2 separate regions of the Mus musculus genome follow, and region 2 is linked to region 1. Evidence: chromatin contacts called from public HiChIP or PLAC-seq data. All regions are on one chromosome and are shown on one strand. Each heading gives the region's core, a stretch centred on a gene start, on an enhancer-like site or on the middle of the called end of the contact. The rest is flanking DNA. Distances are from core to core; before and after follow the strand shown.

What was found. HiChIP or PLAC-seq counts read pairs in DNA pulled down with a chosen protein or histone mark.
Region 2: an H3K27ac HiChIP or PLAC-seq map of bone marrow-derived dendritic cells shows a contact between it and region 1, with 7 times the contacts expected there. The contact joins the promoter of Slfn2 here to the promoter of Tefm in region 1. A contact is called at or near these places in 1 of 484 Hi-C or Micro-C datasets (B cells) and 1 of 115 datasets of contacts at active chromatin or transcription factors (bone marrow-derived dendritic cells).

Annotation. Positions count from the first base shown.
Region 1 is chr11:80,139,473-80,145,125 of GRCm38.p6, forward strand. Tefm (transcription elongation factor, mitochondrial) reads right to left here and starts at 2,681. Exons shown (of 4, transcript NM_183275.2): 1 at 2,605-2,681; 2 at 394-851. The coding sequence starts at 2,647.
Region 2 is chr11:83,063,363-83,069,241 of GRCm38.p6, forward strand. Slfn2 (schlafen 2) reads left to right here and starts at 1,750. Exons shown (of 2, transcript NM_011408.1): 1 at 1,750-1,981. The coding sequence starts at 1,932. It overlaps Gm20234 (a long non-coding RNA gene), which reads right to left and starts at 4,338. Exons shown (of 2, transcript XR_388923.4): 1 at 3,801-4,338; 2 at 2,379-2,694.

The DNA of each region.
Region 1 (5,653 bases), core at 1,431-3,930:
GAGCAAACTTTCCCCAAGTCCTTCCTTACAAGGATTCCCTCTGGTCACCTGGCAATTATCAGTACCTTTTATTTTGTGCAACAATCACCCAGTAATATGAGTATATCTAGACTTCTAAAGGATCTTATTTTGGGTCGGTGAGATGAATCAGAGGGTTAGAGCACTTGCAACCAAGCCCACCAAAAACCCACACAGCACAAAGAAAGAACTGACTCTTGAAAGTTTTCTTGATTAGGAGAGAGAGAGAGACAGAAAAGAGAGCACGTGCGCGAGCGCGCACACACACACACACTTAGAAATAAAACAAAAACCTCGTCTCTCACCCACCACTGGGAACGGTGCTTTGCTTTCCAGAGTAAGTTCCCAAAGGGTGGTGGTCAGGGGAGACTGTACCTTAAGTCTCTCTTGCTCTACACCTGGCTTGATGAACTTTCTCAGCAGCCACTTCTCCTGTGACTTTTTCCTCCGTCTGTTCTCCGGACAGAGAATGGAGTTACAAACTTCAACAGCAGTTTTATATTGGATCAAGGGCACGTCTATCAAATTCTCCAACCTCTGAAACGGCCCAAACTTCTTTCTGTGTTCTACAATATTGACGGACTTCCTTCCTCGAAGCAACCTGAAAGCTTCCAGTTCTTTATCAGAAGCTGTATTCAGCACTTGTAAGATAGAAGCCTGCTGCTCCAGGGAGAAGAGCCTGTCCAATGGATTCCCGGGCTCCTTTCCATCTGTATCACAAGCAGCAACACTGGCAACACGTTTCTCAGGTGCAGTGGATTTCCTCACAGAGCAGGTGTTATTTAGGACTGGAGGCAGGGATGAGTACTCTGGGACTGGAAACCATCTCCTCCCTAAAAGGGAAACTTGACTTATAATGTTCTCCTTGACAGTTAATACCCAAGCTTGTGCAGTTATACAGACTTGCACACAGACCATATTATCACAGAGAATTGTCTTTAAGAGGAGTGTAGAGCTGGTTGTAGTTGTGCACACCTTTAATCCCAGCACTGGGGAGGCAGAAGCAGGAGGATCTCTGAGTTCAAGGGCAGCCTGGTCTACAGAGGAAGTTCGGGACAACCAGGACTGCACAGTGAAACTCTGTATTGAAAAACAAACAAAACATAAAGAGTAGTTTTACAATAATTACAGTTATCTATCTTTGAGGGTTTGTTTGGTTTTTGGTTGGTTGGTTGGTTGGTTTTGATCATTGGTAGGGTTGGGTTTGTTTGTGGGGTTTTTGTTGTTGTTTTCTTTTTTGAGACAGGATGTCACTGGATAGTCTTCATACTCAAATTCAGTATGAAGACCAGGATGGCCTTGACTTCATAGTAATTCAGCTGCACCAGGATAGCCAGTACTACACAGAGGCGCTGTCTCAAGGAAGAAGCTGTAGTTGCCTGGCACTGTAACTCCGTATGTACAACCTCAGCACCTGAGGGGCAGTCCATACAAGATTCAGATTCCAAGAGTTTTATGACAGTCTGGACTACCTGAGACCTCATCTCCAAAAATTTAATTAATTAAAATAAAGAAATTGTAGTCTTCTCGGGATAAGTAGAGTCCACCTTTAATACCAGCATTTGAGCCAGGCAGTGGTGGCACGTGCCTTTAATCCCAGCACTTGGGAGGCAAAGACAGGTCGATTTCTTAGTTCAAGGCCAGTCTGGTCTACAAAGTGAGTTCCAGGACAGCCAGGGCTACTCAGAGAAACCCTGATTCAAAAAAACCAAACAAACAAACAAAACCAGCATTTGGGAGGCAAAACCAGGCAGACCTCTGAGAGTTCATGGCCAGACTGGTCTAGTACAGTGTTCCAGGCAATGAGACTGTTTGCTAAAGTAAAAACAATCAAAAAAGTTAAGGGCCAGTTAGATAGGACCTAGTTTCTGGCAAGGCCTTGGTTTCTATACCTAGAACCACTTAATTTTAATTAAAATTATTTCAAATGTCTGCTACTTATGGCATTTATAATATTATGAGGATTTTTTGTATCGCCTCTTATGATTGATCTCCAGTTCCATTTTTTACTAGTTTATCATCTGATGGAACTAAAGGAAATTAAACTTTATACGTTTATAATAAATGTTTTAGCTGGTCAGGAGTGGTGTTCCTCACTTGCAATCCTAGCATTTAGGAGATGGAAGCAGGAAGATCAGGATTTAGCTACATAGTGAGTTGCAGGCCAGCTTGGGCAACATGGAGCTCTGACTGGGGCAAGCGGGGGCTGGTGATATTAACTAAGTGGTGGGGACGGTTTATTTTGTTCTGCATGGTTCTCAATATTGCTAACAAGGCTGTATTTTTGCAAGCAGTCTACATTGTGCAATGGATAACTTTATAAGACAGTGTAAAGTCATCCTCCCAGCGCGGCCACAGGAAGACGACACAGCCAGAGGCTAAGCGAGCTACTCCGGCCCGGGAAGGGGCGCACGCGCGTGGACCCCGGGCCATTAAAGCGGACGGGCTCCGGGGCTGGGGGACATGAACGCCCCTCAGCTCCGCTACAGCTCCACGCTGGACAACCGGACACAGGGCAGAAGAGAACCACTCCCGGTTACAGGCTAGTGACTGGAAAGCAATCCACCTCGTGCTCAGGAACCCTACCTCCGGCCTTGATGAGGCAAGCAAGGTTTGTCCTCCAAGCCATCGCCAGGCTCTTTCCCACGCCTGTGTTCCTCCTCAACTTCCGGTTTCGTGTGCTCCAACAAAAAGTGCTCGGCCGGGGCTGGGCAGAAGGGTTCCGGCGAAAGCGACAGTCTCAGGGAAATGCCAACGGAGTTCCTAGTAATTGATGGCTGATGGTCTCTGGAGAAAGTGTGGCCGTTCGGGATCGCCGAGATGCATAGGAGTAGACTAGGTTTAATCCTGTTTTGGGGCGAGTCTCCTCTGGGTTCCCAGACACACAGCAGACAGTGGGGAGCCTATATGCACACATGTAACCCTGTCCGGAGTTGAGAGGAGGAGTATCTGGGAGAGATGCACGGGATAAGGCCAATGTATGAGGTCGCTTTGACGCTGGGCACTTTTGACTGTTTGAAAAGGATGGGGGGAGGTGAGTCTGGAGCCACATTTGATCCTTGGAATGCGAAGTGGAACAGTTGAAAAAGTCGGGCAGGTTGCTTGTTTTTTAGTTGCAAAGTCAGATTAGAGGGGCTTTCTAGAAAAAAAGAAAATTGGTCATTTGCAGCCAATGTGAGGCTGGACTGTAGAAGAACCTGAGGACAAGAAAGAGGAATCGGAAAGTTATTGTGATATGTTTTATAAAACAATTGTTGTGTTTTATGGAGCGCGGTATGGTGTGGTGAGGTGCCCATCCTGAGGCATCCCCTCCTCTCCGAGGTACCCAGCTCCAGTATGGCATAGAGTTTATTGGGGGGGGGGGGAGTTAAGAAGGGAGTAGAGGCAGGGAAAGGGGGGAGAGAGAGAGAGAGAGAGAGAGAGAGAGAGAGAACACGAACGAACTGGTGGCCCAGTACACGTTGAAGAGGACGGGGAGGGAGAAGAGGAGAGAGGGGAAAAGGGGTCAGAGAGAAAAGAGTCAGAGAGGGCAAGCAGTTCCTTTTAGAGCAAAGCCAGGCCTACCTGGCTGTTGCCAGGTAACTTGGGCGGGGCGTAGGAGGAATGACAACAGATTTTCTTGCCAAGGCAGAGTGAACTGTGGGGAATGAAACCTGGGCTAAGGAAGAAGAGTGGAAAAGGGTCTAGTAATGGGTTTGTGGTTATATTAGACGTCGTAGCTAACCTATAATGCCCACACTTAGGAGCATGAGGAGAATTGTGAGTTTGAGTCCAGTCTAGGCTATGTAATGAGTTTGAGGCCACCCTAGACTACAAAAATGACTCTGTCTCAAAAGGCATCAACAACAAAAGCTATTCACAGGCTCAGCCGTTCAGAGTACTTGTTGCTCTTGTGGAGGATCCGGCTTTGGTTCACAACATCCACATGGTGGCTGACAACCATCTATAATTCTGGTTCCGGGGATGTCCAATAACCTCTTCTGACCTCCACAGGCACCAGGCACAGACTTGGCACACAGACATACATGTAGGCAAAACACTCATATACACAAATTAATAAGTCTAAAATAAAAGTTATTCTTAAGAGAGCCTGGGGGCTGGAGAGATGGCTCAGCGGTTAAGAGCACTGACTGCTCTTCTGGAGGTTCTGAGTTCAAATCCCAGCAACCACATGGTGGCTCACAACCATCTGTAATGGCATCTGATGCCCTCTTCTGGTGTGTCTCTGAAGACAGCGACAGTGTACTTACATATAATAAATAAATAAATAAATATTTGAGAGAGAGAGAGAGAGAGAGAGAGAAAGAGTGCCTGGTGTGGTAACACATTCCTGTACTCAAGCATGAATTCCAGGTCAGCCTGGGCTGTCATAGTAAGACCTAGTCTTAAAAAAAAAAAAAAAGGGTTAGTTAGGGAAACTCATGGAAATTCTATGAATCTTAATGATGTCTCCAGAATGTAAGGATCTAACAAAAATAAAGACAATTTTAAAATCTTCCAAATTTTTTTTTCTTTTTAGGTTTTTTGAGACAGGGTTTCTCTGTGTGTAGCCCTGGCTGTCCTGGAACTCACTCTGTAGACCAGGCTGGCCTCGAACTCAGAAATTCACCTGCCTCTGCCTCCCAAGTGTTGGGATTAAAGGCGTGCGCCACCACACCCTGCTCAAAATTTTTTAAAACACAAAATTTTATACAGAATTCTTTCATTGAGTACCACAGAGATGCTGAAATGGACCATGGGAAATTTATTCCCTCACACTTCAGGAGTGCAGACACCTGTGACCAGAGTGTCAGGAGGGTTGGTTCCTTCTGAGGACTGCAGGAAATGCATGCTTCTCTCTGACCTTCAGATGACTACCTCCTCCACATATGTGTCACTCTGCTGTCACTAGGCATTCACACGGACATCTCATGAGAACAGCAGCCATGTTGGAGTGGCCACAGATCCAGTCCTGTGTAATCTCATTTTGGGAGAAGGAAGTGTTTTTGAGATAGGCTCTTATGATGTTGCCCAGGATACCCTTGAACTTCTGGGCTCAAGGTCTCCTCTCCTCTCAGCCACCTAAGACAGTGGAGCTATGTCCCAGGTCACTTGTCAGTCTTATTCTTTTGACTGTGTAGTGCTGGGACTTGAATCCAGAGCCTCATGTGTGTTAGGCAAGAGCTACCCATTCCTCAGCCTCCGTGTCATTTCAACTAATGACATTGCCAGTGACCTTCTTTTCAAATAAGGCTGCCTACTGAGGTACTGGGAGTTCCGATTCAATATATCTGTTTTGAAGGATGTAATTGAACCGTTACCTCTCAGAAAATAGTAAGTTCTGGAGTGAAAAGGCAGTCATTTCTTTCTGAATTGGAAGCTTTAAAAAGAAAGAAAGAAAAAAGATTTGGGGGCTGGAGAGATGGCTTGGAGGTTGGAAGCACTGACTGCTCTTCCAGAGGTCCTGAATTCAAGTCTCAGCAACCACATGGTGGCTCACAACCATCTGTAATGGGATCTGATGCCCTCTTCTGGTGTGTCTGAAGACAGAGATGGTGTACTCATATACATAAAATAAATAACTCTTTTAAAAAATATTTATTTTTTAAATTCTTTTAAAATTATGAATGTGTATGCGTGTTGGGTAGGGTGAGGG
Region 2 (5,879 bases), core at 500-2,999, 2.9 Mb after region 1:
TTTTGACACAAGGGGTTGGGCAATGGTGTCTCCATTGCTCTTTTGCTCTGACTTAGGCAGGGCGGGGTGGGGGTGGGGGTTGGTAGGTGGGGCAGTTGTCAGTCATAGGACAGGAGAAAGTATTGGTGATAAATTGGTGATTAGGCCTTATCTGGGCCACCTGGCTTGAAGGTCTTTGACTCCAAGCCCTGGTGGTCAGGCCTTACCCTGGATATTTGACCTGTAACTCAAGATGAGAAGGCAACAAAGGAGCTAGTTCCTGGGAACATAGACTCAGCTGGACCCTGCCAGCCGATGGAGAACTTGTCCCCGAGGTGGCTGGACTCGGAGAGCTGTCTCCTTATAAATGCTCTCCTGGCTGCCTCCTTCCTTAAGCCTGGGCACTGCACTTTGTCCTTGATGGAGAAGTCCCCAGAGTTTGCTGCAGTTCTAATCCCAGACCTTTGGAGTTGAATTCCTTCTCACTGACTTTGGAACTGAACTGGAGCTCGGAGGAGGAGCTCGGAGGAGGAGCTCGGAGGAGGAGGAGGAGGAGGAGGAGGAGGGAGGAGGGAGGAGAGTGAAGAGGGGAGAGAAAGAAGAGAAGACTTCAGGCACACAGAGCATGGGCACTGGACTTTCTCCACCCAGCAGCTGCCTCTGTCCAGATGCTGCTCCTCCCTGGCTCCCCCACTTTCCCTACCCCTGTTCTTTTCTTCCTCATGTCCCTCAAAGCCCTGGTTGTTGGCTTGCCCTGGTCTCTGGCTAGTCTTGTGACATTCCTTAGGAACGGGAGGGTACAGTTCTGAGCAAGAGGTTGTGCTTGGGATACTGGAGGAGGGTGACTCATTGGACTCCCCCTAGCAACTTCTTCTTTCACCTCCTGACAAGTACAGAAGGAAAATTTTGTCTTTCTTCATTTTTGGTCTTCTTCATTACTGATGCAAATATTCTCCTTTACGTTTTTGCATGTTTCCATCAACCCACGAGAACTCCAGAAACCTCCTGTACTTTATTTCTTAAATTAGAGATTAAGAAAGAGATTCTAAAGGTCTCTGAGTCAGTTTCCTCAGAGCTGGTCTGGTGGTGACAGGCAATGAAACAGCCCACAGGGAAGAAAGAGCCCTGTTCTGGACCCTTAGGCTGGAGGGACAGTGGAGTTCTGGACCTCTGGAAGGGCAGTCAGTGCTCTTATCCACTGAACCATCTCTCCAGCCCTATTTCTTTTCTTTTCTTATCTTTTCTTTTTTAATATTTATTTTATTGGATATTTTCTTTATTTACATTTCAAATGTTATCCCCTTTCCTGGTCCTGGCCCCGGTCCTTCCTTCCTCCCCCAACTCCCTCTCCCATCCACCCCCAACTCCCTTTCCCTTCCCTCAAGCCCCCTCTCCCACCCCACCCCCCCTCCCCAATCAGTTTCTTAAGGCTGGTTAGGGAGGTGTTACTGTAACAAAGTAGCAAAAGAGGTGTACTGCTTTAGGGTAGCCCTGGGAATCCCATAGAGAGAAGGAATCTGCTGGCAGAGAGGATCCTGCTGTGCCCATCTTAAACCCGGGACTGGAGGGACTCTAAAGGCGTTAACAAGGGCACCTGCTCTTTTGAGCAAATGGACTTTGCTGCTTGGGAATGCCTGAGGCAGATAGAAATCTGACTAGTCAACTGTGAGCTTGTGTTACAGTCTGCCCAATAGAAAAGTGGAGGCAGGGCTTTCACTTCCTGGAGGGTGACAGTTCTGGGATTTCCAGTCTTCCACCAGTCTGTGCAATGCTTTAATGCAGCAAGGAACAAAGAACTCACATGGGCTTAGAGGTGAACACACAACCAGGGCTGCAGTTAGAACTCTTCCAAGTGCCAAAGCCCACCGGCGAAGACATCTGCTGGCCAGGACTTGTTGCAGACAGAGGGTCTTTCTCAGGTGACACTAGCCTGCTTTACCAAGACTGCTGACATGGGTACTAGACTTGAGGCAACTGAGCAAAGCAACCACAGAACTCAGAGGTAAGTAACCACAGACATATAGTCTACTCAAGTCCTACCCCTAATGTCATTTCTGTCCCTCACTTCCAACCCTGGGTACAGTCTAGTTGCTCTGGGACCATGGTTAGTTTCTGTCTCTACTGGCATCTTGGCTCCTTAGAGCCTTGGTAGCCCATTTTAACAAAGTGTTAACAAACCGGCTGTGAAGGGATTAGGCACCTGGTGAGCTGTCTGGGAGGGCAAATGCCTGTGTCTTCTTGGTTCAGGGGAGGACCAGGGAGAGAGCTTAGGTTCTGCTTGGCCTGAGCCTGAACTATTGAGGCAGACGGTGGGAGGATGAAAATGCAAGCCAGGCGTTGGGTACTTTTGGCAGGTCTGTGCCATGGTGTATCCCTGAGAAAATATGTCATGCAACAGATCTCGTGTAAGAGGTTTATTTGGGAGAGGAGAGTGAAAGGTGCCTCAGAGTTGAAACAGTAAGGAGGGAAAAGGGCAGACAGGCAGAGAGAGACATGGAAACACACAGGAGGTAAGGTTGAGAGAAATGAGAGCAGAGGAGGAGAAGGGGAGAGGAAGGGGGAGAGATATCTGTGGTGTGTGGGGCCCTTTTATCCACACACAGCAGGCACCTGGCACAGTTAGCAGGGGCAGGAGAAGAAATAAGCAGCCTCTAGTCCCTAGGAAATCAGGCTCCTGCTGGTCATCAGAGCATCTTGAGGGTTCCCCACTGGATCCTGTGGGAGGATAAGTAAATGTGTCTGAGCGACAGGAAGAAGGGGAACTGTATTCAAGATGAGAAACGAGATAGGTGCACTAGAGCCCTGAAAAGCTTATAATGTTCTCTTCCACCAACTGCCAAGCACTTTCAGAGGTGTGCAAAGAATTCTCCATCTCTTCTTTTCCTCCAAGAGGCAGCTACTACTGCTCCTGCCTCTGTGTTTGCCTGCCAATCTGCAGTGCCTGCATCTGGATGCCATGCTCTTTCCCTCTGAGGACAGCTAACAAGACACTTTAAATTCCAGACCAAAGTCTCTGAGAACTTTCTCTAGTCGACACTAGCATTTTGGGGGTTGGGGGGGTTGGGGGTTGGGGGGTTGGGGTGGGAGCGGCGGATGGGAGTCTGAATGGTAAAGCAGACCTAAAACTGCAGGGTGGTTAATGAGTTTACATGCCTGGGTTTGTAGATCACCCAGCCTTTTTTTTTTTTTTTGTGAAGGAACAAGTCTCAGATACATGCCTAAAAGATGCACATTTTAAACAATTGACAATTTTCCATAGTCACGGATGTACGAGTGCAATGGCCTGTATCCCAGGCTACCCCACAGCTCCTGTAAATGTGACTGCACAGAGACCTGTGATTTCTGAATTTCCCGGGGCTGGGGCATGTTGTGACCACTGTTCTTTTGTACTTTGGTGTGAGCTGTGGTGCTGGCTGAGAACAGAGCCTGGCTCAGGGGATTCTGTATGCGTGCCTGGGTGGGAATGGGGAAGAACAGAGACTGCTTAGGAGAGTAGGGCGGGGGCGGGCTGCAGCTTCTGACAGGGAGGAACTGAAACGACTTCTGAAAGCTTGCTTTTGGTTAGTGGGTTTGAATAGGGAGGGAAAAAAAAAAGGTGGTGGCTTAACAGGGATGTATTCCGGTCAGACTGAGTATTGCTGACATTTTAAATATGTTACTTTGGTTTCTACCCTGCTTTGATCATTCAGTTCCTGGTTAAAAGACCCACACAGCTTTCATTATTTACAATAAGCCTTAAACAGCACAAGAGCCGGGCAGATATCTACCCTCTGTGCTATTAGAATCTACTTTCCTATCGATAACTCTGAGTTATTACTTACTGTGTTTCTCTGGGCTCCTCTTAAATCCACTGGCCAGGCTTCAGGGCCACATTTTTATGAGCTCATCTGATCCACGGTGGTGGTGGTGGCTTCTCTTCCTGGCCCCAAGCCCGGAAACACTAAAACCTGTCTATGTCTCCTCTGCCCAGGTTATTGGCATCTCTATTCACCAATAAGAAATAACTTGGAGGCAAGGTCATGTGGTGTCACTTGGGTCTATGCCCAGACCCTTGTCTCTGGGGCACCCAGATCTTGAGGAACCAATATTAGCATCAGAGTACAAGCAGCATCAGGCCAACCCACTACAACTGACAAGCAGTCGGTTATGCTGGCTATGTGTAGATCAACCTGACACAAACTATACTCAATCAACTCAGAGGAGAAACCTTGATGAAGAAATTGTCTTTGTAAGACTGGGCTGCAGGCAAGCCTGTAGGATACTTTCTTAGTGATTGATGGAAGAGGGCCCAGTCCACTGTAGGTGGTACCATCCCCTGGGTCGGTGGTCCTGGGTCCTGGGGTCTCTTTAGCCTTTGCATCAGCTCCTGCCTCTAGGTTCTCATCCTGTTTGAGTTCCTGTTCTGACTTCCTTCAATGATGGAGTATGATGTGGAAGTATAAGCCAAATACTTCCCTCCTCATCTTCTTTTTGAACCTGGTGTTTCAAAATAACCATAACTAAGACCTCAAGTCAACTTATGAAAGTAGAATTAATTTGCTTTAGGGTTTTAGAGGGTTATAGTCCATGTTGACAGAAGAGTTGAGAGCTCACATCTTGAATCAGAGAGAGAGAGAGAGAGAGAGCGCTAACTGGGAATGGGGTGAGTCTCTTAAAACTTCAAAGACCATCCCCAGTGACATACCTTCTCCATCAAGGCTACACCTGCTATATCCTTCTGAAACATTTCCATCAACTGGGACAATTGTTCAAATATATGAATCTACGTACAAAACTACAGTTCATGCTTTAGCAATCCGTGTGCTGGGAAAGTAGGTGGGCACCAGCATCTATGGCTCTCAGTGGTGATTCCAAATGGAGACAGAGGCTTTCCCCTATGGAGTCAGTGGAGCAAATGGGCTCACATCTGGGCACATCTGGGCAGGCTTCCTAAGATAGAAAAAGATACTGGGATTACATGTTTGGAGTTTGGAGGTCAGAGGTCAATGTCAGATGTCTTATTACATTCATAATAATCATAAATAATCTGAAACTGGACTGGAGAGATGGCTCAGGGGTTAAGAGCACTGGCTGCTCTTCTCAAGCACCAGGATTCACTTCCCAGCACTAACTTGGGGCTAACCACCACCTGTAACGCCAGTTCTTGGGGAGATGATGCCCTCTTCTGGCCTCCAGGGTTACTGCATGCACATGGTACACATATGCAGGCAAAACACCAATAGACATAAAATAAGCACGTCTAAATCATTGCATAACTAAAGCCTATGGTACAGAAAAGACCAATACAGATTCCACTGAGGGTTTATTGAAAGAAGACTGAATACAATATTAAGGACAAGAAAAGAGATGAACAAGGATTAAAATGGGATTGAACATCTGAACGGGCTCAACCATACCTGTAACATTACGTCTAAAAACTAGTAGGCATAAAAGTTCTGTTAATAAGTGCAAAGTGCGGAAAAACAACAACCATTTCTCCACCTGCACACTGACGAGCCTGTAGAGCAATTTGCTTTTGGGTTTTAGAGGGTTATAGTCCATGTTGACAGAAGAACTGAAAGCTCACATCTTGAATCAGAGAGAGAGATAGAGCTAACTGGGAATGGGTGAGTTATTGCAGTTGGTCTCACGGTATGGAAGATGCTCTCTCTTGCTTCACTCTCATTCTTTTATTTACTTATTTATTTTTTAAAAGATTTATTTACTATTATTCATAAGTACACTGTAGCTGTCTTCAGACTCACCAGAAGAGGGCGTCAGATTTCATTAAGGGTGGTTATGAGCCACCATGTGGTTGCTGGGACTGGAACTCAAGACCTTCAGAAGAGCAGTCAGTGCTCTTACCTGCTGAGCCATCTCACCAGCCCCCTTTGCTCTTATTCTAACGGCTCTGTCTGTTT